Linked DNA regions of Pan troglodytes: region 2 is linked to region 1. The links are chromatin contacts, called in public HiChIP or PLAC-seq maps. All regions are on one chromosome and are shown on one strand. The core of a region is the stretch at or near the end of the contact, and the rest is flanking DNA. Distances in the headings are between cores, read along the strand shown. Region 1 holds the start of SLC16A11 (solute carrier family 16 member 11). Region 2 holds the start of KCTD11 (potassium channel tetramerization domain containing 11).

Region 1 (4,218 bases), core at 94-2,593:
CCAGGGCCCAACCAAAGCCTGCGAATGAATAGGAGGGGATGGGGGCCGGCACTGGGGACGCCCGCCCCAGCATTCCCAGCCCGGCTCTCCGCACCAGGCCCCCGCCTCCTTCGCTACCCCAGATCCCAACAAGCTCCTGTCACCTCCTTCACCCTGAATGACCGGGGCATCCCACTTCCCTCACCAGCGAGGAGGCCCAGGCCGAGGTAGAGATGCAGCAGACCGCGGGCGAAAGCCGAGAAGACGAAGCCCAGCGAGGCGAGGACGCCCCCAACCATCACCACGGGGCGGGCCCCCCAGCGCGTGCTCAGGGCGCTGCCCACGGGGCCTGAAAGGGGGCGGAGTCAACGGAAGACACGCCCCCGGGCCCCCAAACTCTCTCCAACACTTCTCATTGGCTGTTTGCCTCCCTCGAACTAATGGTTCTTCTCCTTGACCTCAAGATGCACTCTTTTCTAGAGCCGGTTGCCCTTTCTCAGGTTGTCGGGTAATCAGGTGGGTCTCCCATCCCTCCACTCACGGCTCCTCCTCCCCGTTCCTGTCTCCCGCCTCAGGGCCCCCCTCACTGGCTGCCTGCTGCACGGCCAGGGCCAGGGCGCTGATCCACGCAGTGTCCTGGGCGCTTCGGTCAAAGTGCTCGGCAAGGTCAGGGAAGGCAAGGCCCAGCGAGCGCAGCAGCCCGTAGGACAGCCCGTTTATCGCGAAGGCTGCGGCCGCCACCACCCAGCCCCAGCCCCCATCCGGGGGTCCGGCGGGCTGGGGGGTCATCGCCGTCTGCGGGGTGGGGAAACATCTATGAGAGAAGCCTCCACGCCTGTGCTTCCGCTGGGGAGCCGGCATCCCTGAGATCCAGCCTCTGGCTGCTCGCCCGGGGTGGGCCCGTCACTCCGAGCGCGATGGCGCGGGGCGGAGGGAGCCGGAGCCTGGCCTAGGGCTGGAACTCCCGGGTCCGCGCGAGATACGGGGACGGGGACAGCCAGATCCCCAGGCCCGAGGTTCCCCGTCCCACGCACACTCCTTCCCCCTTACCCGACCTCTCCGGGCGGTGCGGGGAGGGGAAGGGCGAGGAAGGGCTGGGCCCGGCTTTCTCTCTGCCTCCCAGGCGGGCGGGGGCCCCGAAGGGGAGCGAGGGCAGCGATGGAGCCCAACTTGGACGGGCTCTCTCGGTAAACAGAGATCACCACAGGGGCCCGAGCCACCTGGGACGCGGGGTGTACGGAGGGCGGGGGCGAGCTGAAACAGCCAATCCGCCAAGCCGCGCGTGAGGCCAGACGCCAGTCCCACGGGGATTGAATTATGTACACACACAACCCCCAGGCCCGGCGGGGGGAGCGGCGAGAAATGAATGCGGAGGGGCCCTGCCCTACTCACGCCCATGCACCTGCCGCCTGCTGCGCGCAGGGGAGACACGTGGATTGCAAACCCCAGCGAGCCCAGGGTCCACCGCCAACGCATGGAAATAGGGATGGTCCCCAAAACCTGAGGGGATGAGTAGTTTTGTTCTCAGGAACGTTGCCGAGGACCAGGTAAATCTCGGATATCAATCAGATCACAGACCTCCACCAAGTGCCAGCTCTGTGCTTAGAATAACAGACCCCCAGGCCGGGCGCGGTGCAAGCCTGTAATCCCAGCACTTTGGGAGGCCGATGTGGGTGAATCACCTGAGGTCAGGAGTTCGAGGCCAGCCTGACCAACATGGCGAAACACCATATCTACTAAAAATACAAAAAAAATTAGCCGGGCATGGTGGCGGGCGCCTGTAGTCCCAGCTACTTGGGAGGCTGAGGCAGGGGAATCGCTTGAACCCGGGAGGCAGAAGTTGCAGTGAGCCAAGATCATGCCACTGCACTCCAGCCTGGGTGACAGAGACTCTGTCTCAAAAATAAATAAATAAACAAAAATAAAATAAATAAAATAAAATAACAGGTCCTCAAGGACAGAGGGATGAAACAGGACTCCTTCAATGTGAAGACCTGCAGTGTACCAGGCACTGTTTACACATGCTATCACTTCATCTTATGATAACCCTATGAAGAAGGTGTCGCTTTTTTTTTTTTTAGATGGAGTTTCACTCTGTAGCCCAGGCTGGAGTACAGTGGCGATATCTCGGCTCACTGCAACCTCTGCCTCCTAAGTTCAAGCCATTCTCCTGCCTCAGCCTCCTGAGTAGCTGGGATTACGGGCACCTGCCACCACTCCCAGCTAATTTTTGTATTTTTTAGTAGAGATGGGGTTTCGCCATGTTGGCCAGGCTGGTCTGGAACTCCTGACCTCAGATGATCCGCCCACCTCGGCCTCCCAAAGTGCTGGGATTACAGGAGTGAGCCACCGCGCCCAGCCGATGTCGTGCCTCTTTTATAGATGCAGTAACTGAAGCTCACAGGGAAAAAATAGTATGAATATTTGAATTTAGGTCTGTCCAACTGTGGACCTACAAGGAGAACAATCCCAGGACTGAAACAAAATCTGGCACAGTTAAGGGAAAGATCCTGGATACAGCTTGATGCAAACTGCCCTGGAAAGGGTGGAACCATTGCAGGGACAGAAAACTTATGAGTCTTAAATAAGGGGTCACTGGGAATAGAAAGGGTTCTTGAGATCAGAATCTCTAAACACTTAGGTTAGAATTTTATTTTTTATTTTTTATGTATGTATGTATGTATGTATGTGTGTATTTATTTATAGAGACAGGGTCTTGTCCAGGCTGAAGTGTAGTACTGCCATTATGGCTCACTGCAGCCTCCACCTCCCAGGCTCAAGCAATACTCCACCTCAGCCTCCCGAGTAGCTAGGACTACAGGCTCCACACCACCATGCCTGGCTAAATTTGTTCATTTTTTTTTGCAGAGAGGGGGTCACAGCATGTTGCACAGGCTGGTCTCAAGCTCCTGGACTTAAGCAATCCTTCCACCTCGGACTCCCAAAGTGCTGGGATTACAGTCTACCATGCCTGGCCAGGTTACAATTTTAAAAGCAAAGTAAAAAATCAGGTCATTGAACCCAGGTATTGATTTTTTGAAAAACTTTATAGAAAATGTCCTTTTTTGACAGGTTGACATTCTTTACCTCAGCTGTTTGAATTCAGAGATGTGTTCTTTGGTTTAATTATTAAACAATATGATAGAACATTCAGCAACTTAAGTTTGGAGCATGCATCCATTGAGCCACATGATGGCAGTGTTTCCTAATTATTGGGAAAGAATCTGCACGTAAAGACAAGAAAAACAGCTTCTTAAGGAGCAAAACTGTAAACATAAAAGACACAGCATGACTATAGGCAATGGCTCTCCATTGCCTATAGACGGGAAAAATTACATTTCTCTATTTGTACAGGCCTTTTACAATAATCAAAGGTAGACCTAGGTTACCGTTCCAAACCATCTCCCCTCTCTCCCTTTTGCCAGCCTCCCATCAGCCACTGTCTTCTCTGCTCTGTGGACATGCCTAGCTTTTTCTCACTCCTTAATTTTTGCATATGTCATGCTCTCTGCTTGAAACGTCCTGTTGTTCATGAAGGTTCTGACAGACACACCTTAGGAAAGTGGCCCCACCGGTTTCCCCAGCCTGGAGTGCTGTTATGAAAGCCACCAGGGAGGCGGAGCCAGCAGGTCCTCAGCCACCGGGGAGGGCAGGGATCCCGCTTCCTGAGAAGGCTGCTGAAGACTCTGCTCCAAGCTAAACGAATCACTGTCTCCCCATGGTGACGCAGAAATGCAGGGCAGTCAGAGCGAAGACCGGGCCCTCCGCGTCTGGGAGTTGTGCTAAGTGATGCTGCGCACCTTCGCAGGATGCTTACGAAGCCAGAAGGGCATCCCAGAGCCTGGGACTAGGGCTGTGAAAGAGCACATTCCTCTTCTACCTCAGCCTCCCTATATTCTTAGCAAAACTTGTCATCTTTTGCTCACGGAGGTAAAATAGCACAGAGATTAGGAGAATGGACTCCCAAGCTAGATTTCTTGAGGTTGAATTCCAGCTCTACTGTAGGGTCTATCCCTACGGGGCTTAGCGGGTGTTTTCCCCGTGTGCGGAGATGAGAGATTGTAACAAATAAAGACACAAGACAAAGAGATAGAAGAAAAGACGCTGGGCCCTGGGAACCACTACCATCAAGACGCGGAGACCGGTAGTGGCCCCGAACCACTGGTTGCGCTGATATTTACTGCATACAAGACAAGGGGGCAGGGTAAGGAGGGTGAAATCTTCTAAGTGATTGACAAG
Region 2 (4,166 bases), core at 142-2,641, 310 kb after region 1:
TGGGCCAGCGCCGGGGCCAGGCTCGAGAAAGGCTGCGCGAAGTGTGCACTGGGACGTGGAGTAGAAGGCAGGCGGGAGGGCGGGCAGGGTGCAAGGATGCTTGGCCCACCCTGAGAGGCGTCATTCGCCCATCAACATTGCTGTCAGGCATCTTTTTAGCACTAGACGTGACCCCGGGGGTGGGGGCAGATGAACGGAACGCAACCCAGCTCAAAGGATGGGAAGTTGTGGGGGAGGTGAGGATAGTCTTTTTTTTTTTTTTTTTTTTTGAGACGGAGTCTCACTCTGTCGCCCAGGCTAGAGTGCAGGGGCGCGATCTCGGCTCACTGCAACCCCCGCCTCCCGGGTTCAAGCGATTCTCCTGTCTCAGCCTCCCCTGAGTAGCTGGGACTACAGGCGTGCGCCACCACCCCCGGCTAATTTTTTGTATTTTTAGTAGAGACGGGGTTTCACCATGTTGGCCAGGACGGTCTCGATCTCCTGACCTCGTGATCCGCCTGCCTCGGCCTCCCAAAGTGTTGGGGTTACAGGCGTGAGCCACCGCGCCCGGCCAAAGATAGTGTCGTTCATTTCTTAATTCCCTCCTCTTCAGGCTACGACTGGCAAAGATGAGGGAGGCTGAAGCGGCCCAGGGGCAGGCAGGTAAAGAATACACCCACCCCACCCCCCAGGCCCAACACCTGAACTCTGGGCTTCTGGTCCACGGTGACCTCTCTCCCTAGTGCCCAGCTGCATTCATTCCGTTATTTAACAAATGCGTATTGGGCGCATGCGACGTGCCAGGCCCTGGCAAGGCATAGGTGCTGGCGCAGTGCCCGCGGCGCGCACGTTCCCACCCAGGCTCGGAGCGCGAGGTCCCAAGGTGGGCCCCAACCGCCGGATCCTGCCCTTCTGCACTGGGGCCCAGCCGCCTCCCGGCCTTTCCTCCCTCCCCCAGGAGATGAGACGTATCTTGACATCTTCCGCGACTTCTCCCTCATGGCGTCAGACGACCCGGAGAAGCTGAGCCGGCGCAGTCATGACCTCCACACGCTGTGACCCCAGGCCCACGGGGCCCGCGCCTCCCTCCCTTCCCCGCCACCGGGCTCTCTGCTATTAAAGCCTCCGTGCTTCGCTCTTCCCTTCTGGTTCACTTCTTGGGCGCCACCTTCGGGCGCGTAGGGTGTTGGGCGCTGCGGCTCCCGAGGTGCGGGGAGCGGCTGGGGGTTTGCGAGCTCCAGTCCAGCAAGGTGCGACTCCGGGGAGCGAGGCGGCAGCTTCGGCCGCGGCCTGAGCGCCGGGCGCTGTGGGGCGGGGGCTCTCGGGCTGGGGCGACGTGGCCAGCCCAGTCCTGCCGAGGGGTGGGGCTGGCCCTGGGGCTCGCTGGCCCCGCGCCGCCGCGGAGAGAGCGCGCCCGGGCCACCCCGGCTGGAAGGCATCCCCGGAATGCGGCGGCTCAGCACCCGCCCCCTCGGGAATTCCCCGGGGGAGCCGCTGGGAGGGACTCGGCTCCTGGGCTGGGCCGGCCGGGCCTCGGGCTCTGAGCGGTGGGATTAGAGGCTCCAGCCACGCCGACTTGCAGACGTGAGATCGGGCACACCTGAGCGGCGGCGGGGCGGTCGTGGCCACATCCAGGGCGACGTGCCTGAGTCACCCCGTCCCGCCAGCGTCTGCCAGTCCAGCCAGTCCGCCCAGTCTCTCGCGTCCGAGACTCGCCTCCAGCCTCCCACCTCCGCCCGGGCCGCGCGAGCTTCGCGGGCGCGGGGGCGGGGCGCCAAGGGGCGGGGTTGTCTCTTAAAGGGCCCCGGGCCGCTGCCCTTAGGCCACTTCCTGGGGGCGGAGAGGACCTCAGCGGCTGCGGCGACACCCAGGGAAGGCGGCGCGGCCGGGTCCCGAAACTCCTGGCTGTTTCCATCAGAGCCCTCGGACACTCCCAGCCCGGGCTGAGCACGCATCGTCGCTCCCCGGCGGATACAAGGGGGCTCCGCCATCCGCTCCCGTCAGTTCCGCCTCCATCTCCTGGGACCCGCGCCGGCAGCCAGGCCAGGCCTCTGAGTGGCCCCAGAGCCCTGGCTGGACTCGTCCACGGCGGCAGCGATCTGCCCGGGGTCTCGGAGGCCATCCCTTCAGAGTCGGCCCTGTGCTCGCCACCGTCACCTGCTGGTTGGATTCCGGAAACCCACTGTCTGAAGACCACAGAGGGGTGTCGCTGACCACCCCAATTCGGATACGTCCAGACCTCAAGCTCCCTTCCCCTCTCTGGCTGCCCTCTGCTCTTTTCATCTCTTCTCTCAACCTTTTGGGGATTTCTGTGTCCTGACACCACCTCCCCATCCACCGCCAAAGTAGCCGGGGTGAGCCCCAAACCTTACTGGGTGTGCTCCACCTGTGCCTCCAACCCAGCGAATCTGACAGCTTCGACCCAATTCTGCACACACCCAGGAAGTTCTGCCTTTTCTTTTCTTTCGGTGTCTCCTGTACTTCCCAAAATTTCTCCTCCTCCTGTGCCCTCTTCGCCCCCCTCCTTTGGGGGCCCCGTGACCCTGAATGTGGGGGGCACACTATATTCCACCACTTTGGAGACCCTGACCCGCTTCCCAGACTCTATGCTGGGGGCCATGTTTAGGGCCGGCACCCCCATGCCCCCCAACCTCAATTCCCAAGGAGGCGGCCACTACTTCATCGACCGGGATGGCAAGGCCTTCCGGCACATCCTCAATTTCCTGAGGCTGGGCCGCCTGGACCTGCCCCGTGGGTACGGAGAGACAGCGCTGCTCAGGGCAGAGGCTGACTTCTACCAGATCCGGCCCCTCCTGGACGCGCTGCGGGAACTGGAGGCCTCTCAGGGGACCCCTGCACCCACAGCTGCCCTGCTCCACGCAGATGTAGATGTCAGCCCCCGCCTGGTGCACTTCTCTGCTCGCCGGGGACCCCATCACTATGAGCTGAGCTCCGTCCAGGTGGACACCTTCCGAGCCAACCTTTTCTGCACCGACTCTGAGTGTCTAGGTGCTTTGCGGGCCCGATTTGGTGTGGCCAGTGGGGATAGGGCAGAGGGGAGCCCACATTTTCATCTGGAGTGGGCCCCCCGCCCCGCGGAACTCCCCGAGGTGGAGTATGGGAGACTGGGGCTGCAGCCGCTGTGGACTGGGGGGCCGGGAGAGCGGCGGGAGGTGGTGGGCACCCCAAGCTTCCTGGAGGAGGTGCTGCGCGTGGCTCTCGAGCACGGCTTCCGACTAGACTCTGTCTTCCCCGACCCCGAAGACCTGCTCAACTCCAGGTCTCTGCGCTTTGTCCGGCACTGAGGATGCTGTTCTCAGTTTGACTGTGGGGAGGAGAGAGAATGGGGTACTAGCACCCCTGAAGCCTCTTTCCAGCTCTGCTTCAGGAGCTATGAGAGTCGGGACTCTCCTGCACCTGACTGGAGCTCAGATGTGGGCAGGAATTCCCAAACCTGAGCCCACCAAGGACTCACAAGTGGTCCAGAAGGTCTCAACCTGTGCTGACCCTGGAAGGGGTAGGGAAGGTTCTCTCAGCTTGTTCTTGCCTAAGGCGGAGCACCTCCAGTCTCTCCTTGATTTGGAGCTCAGTGTTTAAGGGCTTGGAAAAGGGGGGAACATCTCTTTACCCAGACTAGACCTAGCAAAACCCTGGAAGGATATTGGGGTCTGGGGAAAAGGAAGGACTTTGCATTTTCCCAATGCGGTCTCTTGGACCATGGCTTCTCCTCCTGAAGCTGGGTGGCCTGGCCTGGCCTGACCAATGAGAGGCCAGAACACTCTGGAACATCGGAAGAGGAGTTCTTTGCTATGTTCCAAGCCATCTACTGAGGGAGGCAGAAAGGCCACAACCCACCCTAGGTTGATGTATGGGAGCTAGGACAGTCCCCATGGCAATGGGGCTGGAGCATCCCTCATCTGGAAGAATCCCATATTGATGGCAGGGCTGGCCAGGGGGAAGAGGGTAGTATCTGTGGGTCCTGGCCTTTCTTCATGTGTGTGTGCATATCAGCCCGTGTGGCTGACTGATGTATAGGTCCCTGGCATCCTGGTTCATATCTGTGTTGCTGACTACAGTGTCTGTGATGTCCGCATGTCCAGGCCTGTTTGGGGTTGCCTAGCGACTCTTCTGGCACAGGGTGTGTCTGTGGTATACCTGTGAGGTGGTTGACAATTAGTAGTTTAATC

What was found. HiChIP or PLAC-seq counts read pairs in DNA pulled down with a chosen protein or histone mark.
Region 2: a contact with region 1 is called in an H3K4me3 HiChIP or PLAC-seq map of stem cell-derived excitatory neurons, with 8 times the contacts expected there. The contact joins the promoter of KCTD11 here to the promoter of SLC16A11 in region 1. A contact is called at or near these places in 1 of 7 Hi-C or Micro-C datasets (stem cell-derived neural progenitor cells) and 1 of 1 datasets of contacts at active chromatin or transcription factors (stem cell-derived excitatory neurons).

Annotation. Positions count from the first base shown.
Region 1 is chr19:17,553,746-17,557,963 of NHGRI_mPanTro3-v2.0_pri, forward strand. It overlaps SLC16A11 (solute carrier family 16 member 11), which reads right to left and starts at 1,344. Exons shown (of 5, transcript XM_009431718.5): 1 at 1,030-1,344; 2 at 567-774; 3 at 185-328; 4 at 1-18. The coding sequence starts at 768.
Region 2 is chr19:17,864,543-17,868,708 of NHGRI_mPanTro3-v2.0_pri, forward strand. KCTD11 (potassium channel tetramerization domain containing 11) reads left to right here and starts at 1,392. Exons shown (of 1, transcript XM_016931434.4): 1 at 1,392-4,166. The coding sequence starts at 2,586. The coding sequence ends at 3,284. ACAP1 (ArfGAP with coiled-coil, ankyrin repeat and PH domains 1) reads left to right here. Exons shown (of 22, transcript XM_016931433.4): 21 at 593-642; 22 at 938-1,120. The coding sequence ends at 1,038.